Regions from separate parts of the Mus musculus genome. Here region 1 is linked to region 2. The links are chromatin contacts, called in public promoter capture Hi-C maps. All regions are on one chromosome and are shown on one strand. Each heading gives the region's core, a stretch centred on a gene start, on an enhancer-like site or on the middle of the called end of the contact. The rest is flanking DNA. Distances are from core to core; before and after follow the strand shown. Region 1 holds the start of Bhmg1 (basic helix-loop-helix and HMG-box containing 1). Region 2 holds the start of Slc8a2 (solute carrier family 8 (sodium/calcium exchanger), member 2).

Evidence for each region. Capture Hi-C pulls out chosen DNA fragments and counts their contacts.
Region 1: a promoter capture Hi-C map of adipose tissue shows a contact between it and region 2, with 2.3 times the contacts expected there. The contact joins the promoter of Bhmg1 here to the promoter of Slc8a2 in region 2. A contact is called at or near these places in 2 of 39 promoter capture datasets (embryonic stem cells and hippocampal neurons), 1 of 115 datasets of contacts at active chromatin or transcription factors (astrocytes) and 3 of 9 other capture datasets (adipose tissue, liver and pancreatic islet).

What each region holds. Positions count from the first base shown.
Region 1 is chr7:19,116,484-19,121,016 of GRCm38.p6, forward strand. It overlaps Bhmg1 (basic helix-loop-helix and HMG-box containing 1), which reads right to left and starts at 1,861. Exons shown (of 13, transcript NM_001370811.1): 1 at 1,695-1,861. It overlaps Fbxo46 (F-box protein 46), which reads left to right and starts at 3,376. Exons shown (of 2, transcript NM_175530.3): 1 at 3,376-3,453.
Region 2 is chr7:16,128,206-16,133,365 of GRCm38.p6, forward strand. It overlaps Slc8a2 (solute carrier family 8 (sodium/calcium exchanger), member 2), which reads left to right and starts at 1,621. Exons shown (of 10, transcript NM_148946.3): 1 at 1,621-2,216.

The DNA.
Region 1 (4,533 bases), core at 611-3,110, 3.0 Mb after region 2:
GACAGCCAGGGCTACACAGAGAAACCATGACTTGAAAAACTAAAAAGAAAAAAAAAAGAAAAAAAATCTAACCCGGACTGGTGGCCTATCCCTTTAATCTCAGGACTCTGGAAGCAGAGGCAGCCAGATTTCTGTGAGTTCCTGGCCAGCCAGGGCTATAGAGTAAAACCCTGTCTCATTTAAAAAAAAAAAAAAAAATCAGACAAAAGCAAACAAAATCCTATGCCACCACTAAACAAACTAACAGATAAATAAAAAGTCCTGGATGAAACAAAACAAAACAAAACAACCAAACAAAAAAGCTGGGCATGGTGGCATATGCCTTTAATCCCAGCACTCGAGAGGCAGAGGCAGGCAGATTTCTGAGTTCGAGGCCAGCCTGGTCTACAAAGTGAGTTCCAGGACAGCCAGGGCTATACAGAGAAACTTTGTCTCAAAAAACAAAAACAAAAACAAACCAAAAGTCATGGATGTGCAAAATGTTGACTATTGAACCTCAAATAGGATTACACTCCTAATATCAAGATCACAAACCACTAACTGCCCCCCAACCCCCACACAGTCTCACCTTATACCAGCTCAGGTTTATGTAGTCAGGCTGGACTCCAAATCATAAAAGGTTATATGTGTGAATTACCACAGCCAGCTCAGACCACAAGCCTTAACACTGAAAACCCCAAATCCTAGAGGAAGGATATCCAGGGTATAAAAAAAAAAGAAAAAAGAAAAACCCTCACCACCCCAAATGTAGTGGGAATACCCAAGGGGTGCTTCCCCTTCTCAGAAGAGAAGGAGAGGGGCACTGGGGGAGGACCTACCAGAGGGGTAGGAGGGACTGAGAGGAGAGGAGGGCTGATATTGGGATGTAAAGTGAAAAAAAAATTTTAAAAAGATTTATTTATTTATTATATGTAAGTACACTGTAGCTGTCTTCAGGCACCCCAGAAGAGGACACCAGATCTCACTACAAATGGTTGTGAGCCACCATGTGGTTGCTGGGATTTGAACTCAGGACCTTCATTAGAGCAGTGAATGCTCTTAACCACTGAGCCATCTCTCCAGCCTCGAAAAAATAATTTTTAAAAATGTGTTTCATGTCCTACAATAAATATCTCTAAACTCTAAAACTGTCCCTTCAGATCCTCACATTGTGATTTCCTTCTTAGAAAACTTAGACCTCACGCATGCATCCCACTGAGACCTGGAACCCTAAATTGACACCTATACGCAATGAGTAGCACGACGACTCCAGGCTTTAAAATTAATTCTCAAAGACCCAAGCCGTGCCCACTCCAGAGCCTATTTTCCTGCTTTGATGGTCTCCACTGATACTGAAAAGCCCCAACCCTGTCAAATTAGACCTCTGACCCTCCGAACGTAACCCCTGGAACCCCAAACTAAGATTTCCAGATCTCCCGTCTTCAGCTTCCAAAAGCCGAGCCTCGAACAGGAGACCCCATGTCTCAAACGCCACTAATAACTTTCCAGAAACCCAGCCTGGATTCCCTCAAACACAAAGTCTACCCTCAAACCGGTCTCGAGCTCTGGGGTCCCTCTCCATCCGACCTAGAGCTCCCTAGGGGGTCACGGCCGCAGGGTGTGACTCTGACGACTCCTCACCATCTCCCCGCTACCTCAAGCCAGCTAGAGCCAGGGCGTCTGCCGCCCCACACCCGTTGGTCACCAGCACTCACCTCAAGATTTGCAATATGGCGTTAAGCCTCGACTTCTGCTTTGGCACTGGGCTCACGCTTCGACAGTCTGAAGGCTCCGGCAGCGGCTCGCGCGGCTCCCGCGGCTCGCGGGGTCCCAGGGATGCAGACCGCGTGCCTCCCGACGCGCAGACCGAGCGAAGAATGGCAGGGCGCGAGGCTGTGGCGCGAAGGCACCAGAGCGCCTGAGGCGAGGCCACGCCCCCTCCACGTTCCCGCCACGCGGTGCCAGGCACGAGCAGAGGAGCGTTGGAAAAGGGCAGTGCGGCGAGTGCGCACGCGCACCCGGGGCAGGGCACGGGCCACAGCTCCGACACGTGCTCCCGCTCCCGCGCTCGCAGCATCAGCCAATCAGCTCTTGCTCCATTACCCGCCCTTTCCTCAGGCCACGCCCTCTGTTTTGCCCCGCCCCCTGACCTATTTACCTCAGACCCCAGCAGGATTTGCCAGGTGTCCGCAAGCGCGAGGTGTCTGTACTCCCCCTGCTGGCCCTCCTGTGTCCCCATCCGACCCTTTCGCTTTAGGGCGCATCTGCTTAAAGACCACTGTGTGTCAAGTACCTTGTTCAGGCGGCTAACTTCGCCACCTTTCCCTGAAACGAGGCTTTGTAGACCCCATGGAAATGCCAGTTCCTGTAGCTGCAAACAAAGTAACCTTTAGTGTCTGAGTGTGGATCCAGTCTTGCTATATAGCCCAGGCTTGCCTACTACTTGTAACCGTTTTGTCTCAGGTCTGTCTGGAACGCAAGGAATGCACTACCTTGTAACTCAGGTTACAAACTACACAATTTATTTTTAAAAAGCATTTTAGTTTTAACTAGGTATACATGTTGGGGGGGTGGGGGGGAGGAATACTGCACGCAGGTGTCCCCAGATGCCAGAGGCATCAGATGCCCCTAGAGCTGGAGTTTTAGACAGGGGCTTCTAGGGGCATCTTCAGGGGCAAATGCAAATTCTCTGCAAGAGCGATGTCTTCCTAACCTCTGAGTAGTCTTTCCAGCTTCATCTTTATTTTTTGACACAGCGTCTCATACCCTTGACCAGGCTAGTCTCAAACTCACAGAGGTACACTAACCTCGGCGTCCAAAATGGTGCGATTAAAAGTGTGTGCCACCACGGCAGATTCAAACCGTACATTTTGGAAATGCTGCCAAGATTCCTGCCCTTCTGGAGGCTCTGTTCTACCTGTGATGTGAACATAGTGCCTGGGCTTTTCCTCACTTCGATATCTTGTTTTCTTTATTTGCCAATTAGGAGGTGGTGGTAGGCAAGTGTGGGGAGTGAGATGAAGGTGAGAAATGGGAGAGAAAGTTTGGGAAAACTCATATATTATTAATTATTTGTCAACTAACATGATAAATCAATAAAGTTGTTCTTCCTAAACTCTTCATCCCTCGCTAACGTCCCTTTGAAGTAGCCTCGATTCTCTTTTCAAGGGCCTCGGGCCAAAATGGAGGCGGCTGGACTCTATTTCCCAGATACCCTCGCGGGAGAATTTTCTGCGCCTGCGTATTTTAGTGTGCCCTTAGCCTCCTGGTAATTAGAGTTTCTGTCTCTCAGCCCGCCTAGTTTGTTTCCTACTCCACCTCCAAGTTACCGTATTGCATCTTGGGAGCTGTAGTCCATGGCCGCCCGTACTCTAATTCCCAGTGGGCTTCGGGGCCAGAACCCGGAAGGGGAGGCTGGAGAGGAGCGAGTGGGGGAAACCCGCGTAGTCGGGAGAGCTGCAGCGCGGGGAGATGGTGAGAGCCCCAAGCTGGGTCCTGCGGGTGCTTGAGAGTATGAGCGGGGTGTTCAGGACTTGGGTTCGAGAGGAAGCAAACTGAGGCTAAAGAAAGGGCTGGGTGTGGGGAGATCACTGTGGGTGGGGATTGAGAGGAACGGGAGCCCGAGGAAGTAGAAGAATGGGGGCTAGGGAGGGGTCTTGGAGGTGGAGAGAGTCGAGCTTTGGAATCAGCTATCAAGGGGATTGGGAGCTGGAGGAGTGAGGCGCGGAGTTGGAGTCCTGGCTGAATAGATCAGAGACCCTGAGTGGGTAATTTCGAGGGAGGTTAGTTAGCCTGGTTATATGGAAAGGCATAGGAGTCCGGGATAAATGAGTGAAGGGAGAGGCTAACCACGGATGCATTGGGTTGGGTTGCGGGATTGCGAGGTGGGGCGGCAAGGCCAGTTGAAGAGATGGGAGGTAGAAGTCATCGATGGTCCAGGTTAGCTTCTAGGACCAGGAGGCGTTGTAGGGTGCGTGAGTTAGGAGCGTGGCTGTCAATATCGTGTCTTAATCTAACCAAAAACTACCAATAAACTGGACAGCCACAGAACTCTGGGTTGATATGACCAGATGGGGTCCATAGAGACAACCTTTAGCACCCTTCTAGCCCCGGTCGTATCTAGATATAGTGGTTTGTGTGGGCAGTCCAGCTTTCAGGTTCCTTATTCTCTTTTGTGACCTGCACAGGTCTCTCTGTAACCCTCTTGTGACCTTATATGTATGGTGAGAACAAGCAGGCCATTCTGAAGATAGCTAAAGGGAGGTTCCATAAAAATTGATATTTTTGTTAGGAAAGTTAAGTCCCAGCGTCAAAGCTGTTGGTGGAAAGCTCCCGTCCCAGGAATGTTGACTGGATTCAAGTTGTTAAAAGATTTCCTATTCTTCAGTCCAGCCCCCCAGACATTTTCTCAAAACCTGACAATAGCCTATGTACACCACAGTTTATGCAGGGGACACCCCCGTCCCCAGCCCTACCCCTTTATTGCTAGCATCTTTTTCTAAGAAATGCCCAGGTTCGGTTTCAGCTGTGTGTGTATTAACTCACTGGATTCAG
Region 2 (5,160 bases), core at 371-2,870:
CCAGAGGAATTTAGCCCAGAGAAAATGTTGCTTCCCCAACCCCTAACCAGGAATAGAATTGGGGTCTGTAGGGTTGGTAAAATATTAGAGAGGGACTCCAGGCTGGGGGTGGGGCCTGGACGCTTCCTTGGAGGAATATGTGTTTGTGGGGTTGGGTAGGTAGCTGTCACTCCTGCTAGGGAAGTCCACCTGTAAATCTGACCACCCTCCTGCACTGCAAAGGACATCAGATGCCAAGATCCTGACTTCCCAGGCTCCAACTTCCAAAAGCCAGGCCGAAGCGTGGGAAGCTTCAGGGAGTTGGAATTTCCCTCTCCTGGCAGCAGGCCCAAGAGTGTCCCTCCAGAGCTGGCAGCGGGCACGCTGCTGGCAAAGCCAGCCTTCTCTTCCTGTTGTACCATTTTGTGCTCAGCACCTGTCACCTGTCCTCTAGAAAGAGGGAGCCTGGAGTGGCGTTTGTCCTGAGGGTAGTGATGGGAAGGCGAGTGATGCACACATCCTGAGGTGTGTGCATGTGTGCACTTGCAGGCATGAGTGCTTGCACCTGTGCACCTAGTTGTAGTCAACCACCTGAAGGCTTCAGAATCCTAGGACGTTTGGCTTAGGACTTGGCAGTTGGGGGGAAGTTAAGAAGGGGTCTTATGTAGCTAAAGCTGGCCTCTAGCCAAGGGTAACCTTCAACTCCTGATTCACCTCCACTTCTTGATTGCTGGGATTGCAGGCATGCACCACCATGCATAGTGTATACTGTACTGAGGGCAGAGCCCAGGCTTAGTGCATGTTTGGCAAACATGCTACCAACTGGTCCACATCATCAGCCCCCTCCCCCAAAACTGTTTTGATCTAGGTCTTGCTATGGGGATGGCTTGGAACTCAGCCATCCTCCTGTCTCAGCCCCCTGAGTATGGGGATCAAACAGATGTGTGCCGCCACACTGGGTGATCTTGATCCTTCCTTGCCTTGCGAGCCAAGAGGCAGTACAGCATGCGGTAAAGATACAGAACCTGAAGCCACAGTTGCTGCCTCAGTTTCCCCCTCGTAATGTCAAAATGGAGCTAACAACATCTACCTCTGGGGATTGGGAGTGAGACCGTGTTTTGGCGTGGCAGGGGCAGAGGGAATGGTTCTTGTCGTACCTGGGCACTCTGGTAGCAGTTCCCTGTCTTCTGTAAGGTGCTCTGAGCAGGCTGAGCCTGTGAACTTGGAAAGATCTGCCTCCCGACATTCCTTCCCCCACTTCCCCCAGGTCTGCCAGCCTGTGGCTATTTGTAGCAATGACTACATCTCTGGGCCCTTGTATGGAGGGGTTGCTATGCGTGTGTGATCAAAGAGAGGGACTGGGATACCACAGCACAGACTGGTGTACGAACTTGCGCCCTCCATCGCTGTCCTCGGATTCTAGTGCTGAACCCCAAGATTGGGCAACCTGCAGCCCCAGCCCTGCCAAGCCCCTCTACCACCCACTAGCTTCCTTGGCTACGCCCCTTTCCGGGCTCCTCCCTCCTGCCCCTTTGCAGGGCATAGTCTCTGTTCTGTAGCCCCGCCCCTGGTCACGCCTCCTCATATTGGCTCCTCCCTCGGCGGTTCTCTAGTCTGAGCTCCCAGGCCTCACTCCCTCCCATAAACCCTACCCTCTCCTGGCTCCTCTTTTCCTCCAGCGACTATATCCCTCCTCCTGGTGGTCCTTTCCCCAGCTCCCCTGTGCCCACTCTCTCTCCTCCTTCAACTCCTCCCTCTTCCAGGCTGTCCCTGTCCTCCAACCCACAACTACCCTGTTCCCACACACCACCCTGCCTAAATTTCCTCTCTCCCACCTCCTGGTGGTCCTTTCCCCAGCTCACTTGTCCCACCCCCTCCCGTCAGCGGCAACTCCCTCCTTCAGCCTAGACTCTCTTAACGGCTGATTCCCCCGCCCCAGTTCCTCTGTCCCCGCCCCCTTCCCCCGGCCTCCTCCCAAGCTGTATTCCCCTACCTCTCCAGTCTAGCCCCCTCTCCGGGGCTGCTCTCTCAACTCCCCCCTTTTCTCTGTCCCCGCCCCCTCCCCTGGGCTCCGCCCTCCTCCCGGCCCCTTCCCGGTTCCCCTCCTCGCATCCCCTCTCCTCCCTCCTCCCTGCTCTCCCTCAGTCCCCGGCTCCTCTCCCTCTTTCTCCCTTTTCTCCTCGGGCGGAGGCGCCCACCGCGGGGGCCCAGCGGGGACCGGCCCGGCCGCAAGGCAGGTAAGAGCCCGGCGTGGCCGTCCGGAGCCTCTGGGGTTGCGGGAATCCAGGCTGCGCCGCATCGTCAAGTGCGGGGGCTTTCTGAGCCCTGGCTCTGAGTCCTGGCTGCTCCGCTTTCAGCGTGCGCCATGTGTATGGTGTATGTCTGTCTGTCCGTCTCTGGGCACCTGGGTCTGTCTCTCCCCTCCCTCTTCTCCCTCTGCCTGCAGCCAACTCACACCCACACACCTCTGTCTCCGCCCCTGATGCACGGGGAACCTGGAGGAGGCAGATTCCCCGCAGTGTGGACTCCCCCGAGGGCCTGAAGTGCCCCCAACTCCTCCTCACCCCATTTTAGCCCAGGTCTCTCCATCCTCTCAACCTTGACTTTCTGAGACTGGTCCTGCCTACAGCCTAACCAGTGTAATAACATTTGACCAGTCCTTCCAAAGTCTAACTCCCATATCTCTCACTGTCCATTCATTCTTTGGACAACTCTGAGGCACTGTGCTACTCCTGGGCACTGTTCTAAGATCAGGCTAGACAGGTCCTTCTCACAGTCTCACTTCCTCCAGCCTCACACCTTCACAGCGAGGTTGGGTGGGAAAGCAGAAACCTTCTGGGGACTCTACAAAGGGGCTCAGCCTGACGTTTTCCTTCCCTCGGGAAGGGCTCCAGAGAAGGTAGGCGAGGTGCTAACCAACACCTGGGCCAGAGCTGGGGTGAGCTTTCTGCCTACAAGATACCCGCCCTGCGTGGAAGGCGCGTGGGGATTCCAGATGGCTTAAAAGATCACTGGGTTAGGAGCTCCACGCCTTAATGCCACATTTGTGTTCTGCCTCTGACTTGACCAAGTCCTTTCTCTCCCTACTGGTCTCAGTTTAGTCTGCAATCTGCAACTGTGTGTGTGGTGGGGCCCTGTGTGGTTGATGGAAAGAGTAGTGTGTGTGTGTGTGTGTGTGTGTGTGTGTGTGTGTGTGTGTGTGTATGTGTGTTCTGAATTCTGTATTCCCACTCTGCTTTGGATCGCCCCCACCCCCAGCAGTCAGTATACGCGCCAGGTCCTCACCCTCTATGGCTGCCTTGAGGAGTTCCACCTGACTTTCCAGAATCCCCCAGAGACAGGCCAGGCAGAACAGGACACTCACCACTATCCCAGCTGGCCAGCAGCCTATGAGGTTGGTGGAGAGACGGCCTTGAAGATGCAACACTGAGAGGGTGCTACCATCTGCCCTGCCGGCCCTCCCTGGACTCAACCTGATCCTTTCGACATTGAGTCTACACCCAGATTAGCTTTCAAGACTCAGAGGAGAAAGCCTGGAGCAGTAACTGTGGCCGCCCCAGCCACAGACAGACAATGCTCAGGCCTCTTGTCCAAGTGTTTCACAAATATTTATCTAGTGCTTTCTCTCCTGAGTCCCTCTTCCAAGACTAGGAGATGGGGGGGAGGAATCAGTGTGACAGCAAAAAGGGATCAAATAGACCCTGCCTCTGGGCGGGCAAACATTAGTCCACTGACCCTGGTGTTCCTGAAGGACTGAACCTGGACGAACAATTGGTTAGACTTGAACTAGGACTTCCCAGGCATCTCACCCTCCCCCAAAGAGGCAGTTAGATGATTCTTGACTTACAGGGTCTTCCCTGTCTCTCCCAAAACCCAAAAAGGGAGGAGGGAGAAGCAAAGGGAAGTCTGCTTGGGATCCTGGTGGGTTCATAATTACGCATGAGTGTTTGCTAATTAGGGGCTGCTAATTAGATATATCATTAAAGGCCTTGTCTAGGGGGCTAACTGTGTATCGGCTCTTTAAGAATCACCCCTCTCCCCGCCCCTGCCTACACACACACACACACACACACACACACTCCACTCCTTTTCGGGAAGTTCTGCCAACATACTGCCTCCCTCCCCCAGAGCGGGCTCCTGGTCTGTGGGTGTGAATTGAGGGTAGGCTGTGGGTTAGACTTCGAGAGGAACTTTCAGACTGACATAGAAGGTGGAAATTCCTGGAGACAAGGCTCGAGGCACCCCAAGGCATTTCTAATGGGCAGCAGGCTCAGGTGACAGCTCCTCGGGCTGCCTTTTCTCTATAATAGGCAACTGGGTTACCATAACAACCTGAGGGTGGAGCCAGGAGCTCAGACCTTGGGCACCTTCTGGGGGGAGTGGATGCTGGGTGATCTGTGCAAATTGTTTCACTTCTCTGAGCCTTGATCCTCTACTTTGTGAACTGAGTGAAAGAGTCCTCTCCAAAGGCCAGGGGTGTCATTGTGGAGAGCACAGTCAGAGCCCCAAGGAAGAGCGGGCTTCAGGCCCCAAGGGAGAAACAGCAGAGGCTAGAATGCCTGAAACAGAGCAGGGGGGCCAGAGGCCATGCAAGCAAGGGAGGGATCCACAGTCCTCTGAGACTGGAGTTGTGGAATATCCTGGAAGGAGAATGGACGGGCGCTCCTGTGTGCTTATTTTTTATTTGTTATTGTGTGGATGTGGATGGTCAGAGGACAACTGTGTAGAGTCAATTCTCTCTTCCTATCTCTTCTTTGGCCATGGCACACTTAAACCCTCCTCAAAATAAATAAAATGTAATAAAACATAAACACAGAAAGACAAAAATAGACGCTCATACCCAGAACCTACTACAGCCCCCTCAAGAGCCAAGCTGCAATGCCTGGAATTGCCCAGTGGACTCCTGGCCTCCAGCTGACACTGGTTTCACAGTGTTCTTTGTACCTGGCATCCTTCACTCAGCCATGCATCTCAGGATCAGGTTCCTCTATGTCATCACGGTTAGCCACAGTCCCCTCTCTGCTTAGGGGCAGTATACTACTCCATTACTGTTCCTGCATTTAATTGTTGAGAGGCCTCTGAGTTGTTTCAAGGTTGGCCCTGTTGTAGATAAAGCTGCCATGGACGTTCTCCTGGGGACCTTTTGATGAGATGGGTATATAAGCCTGTCCTAGGCAAAGC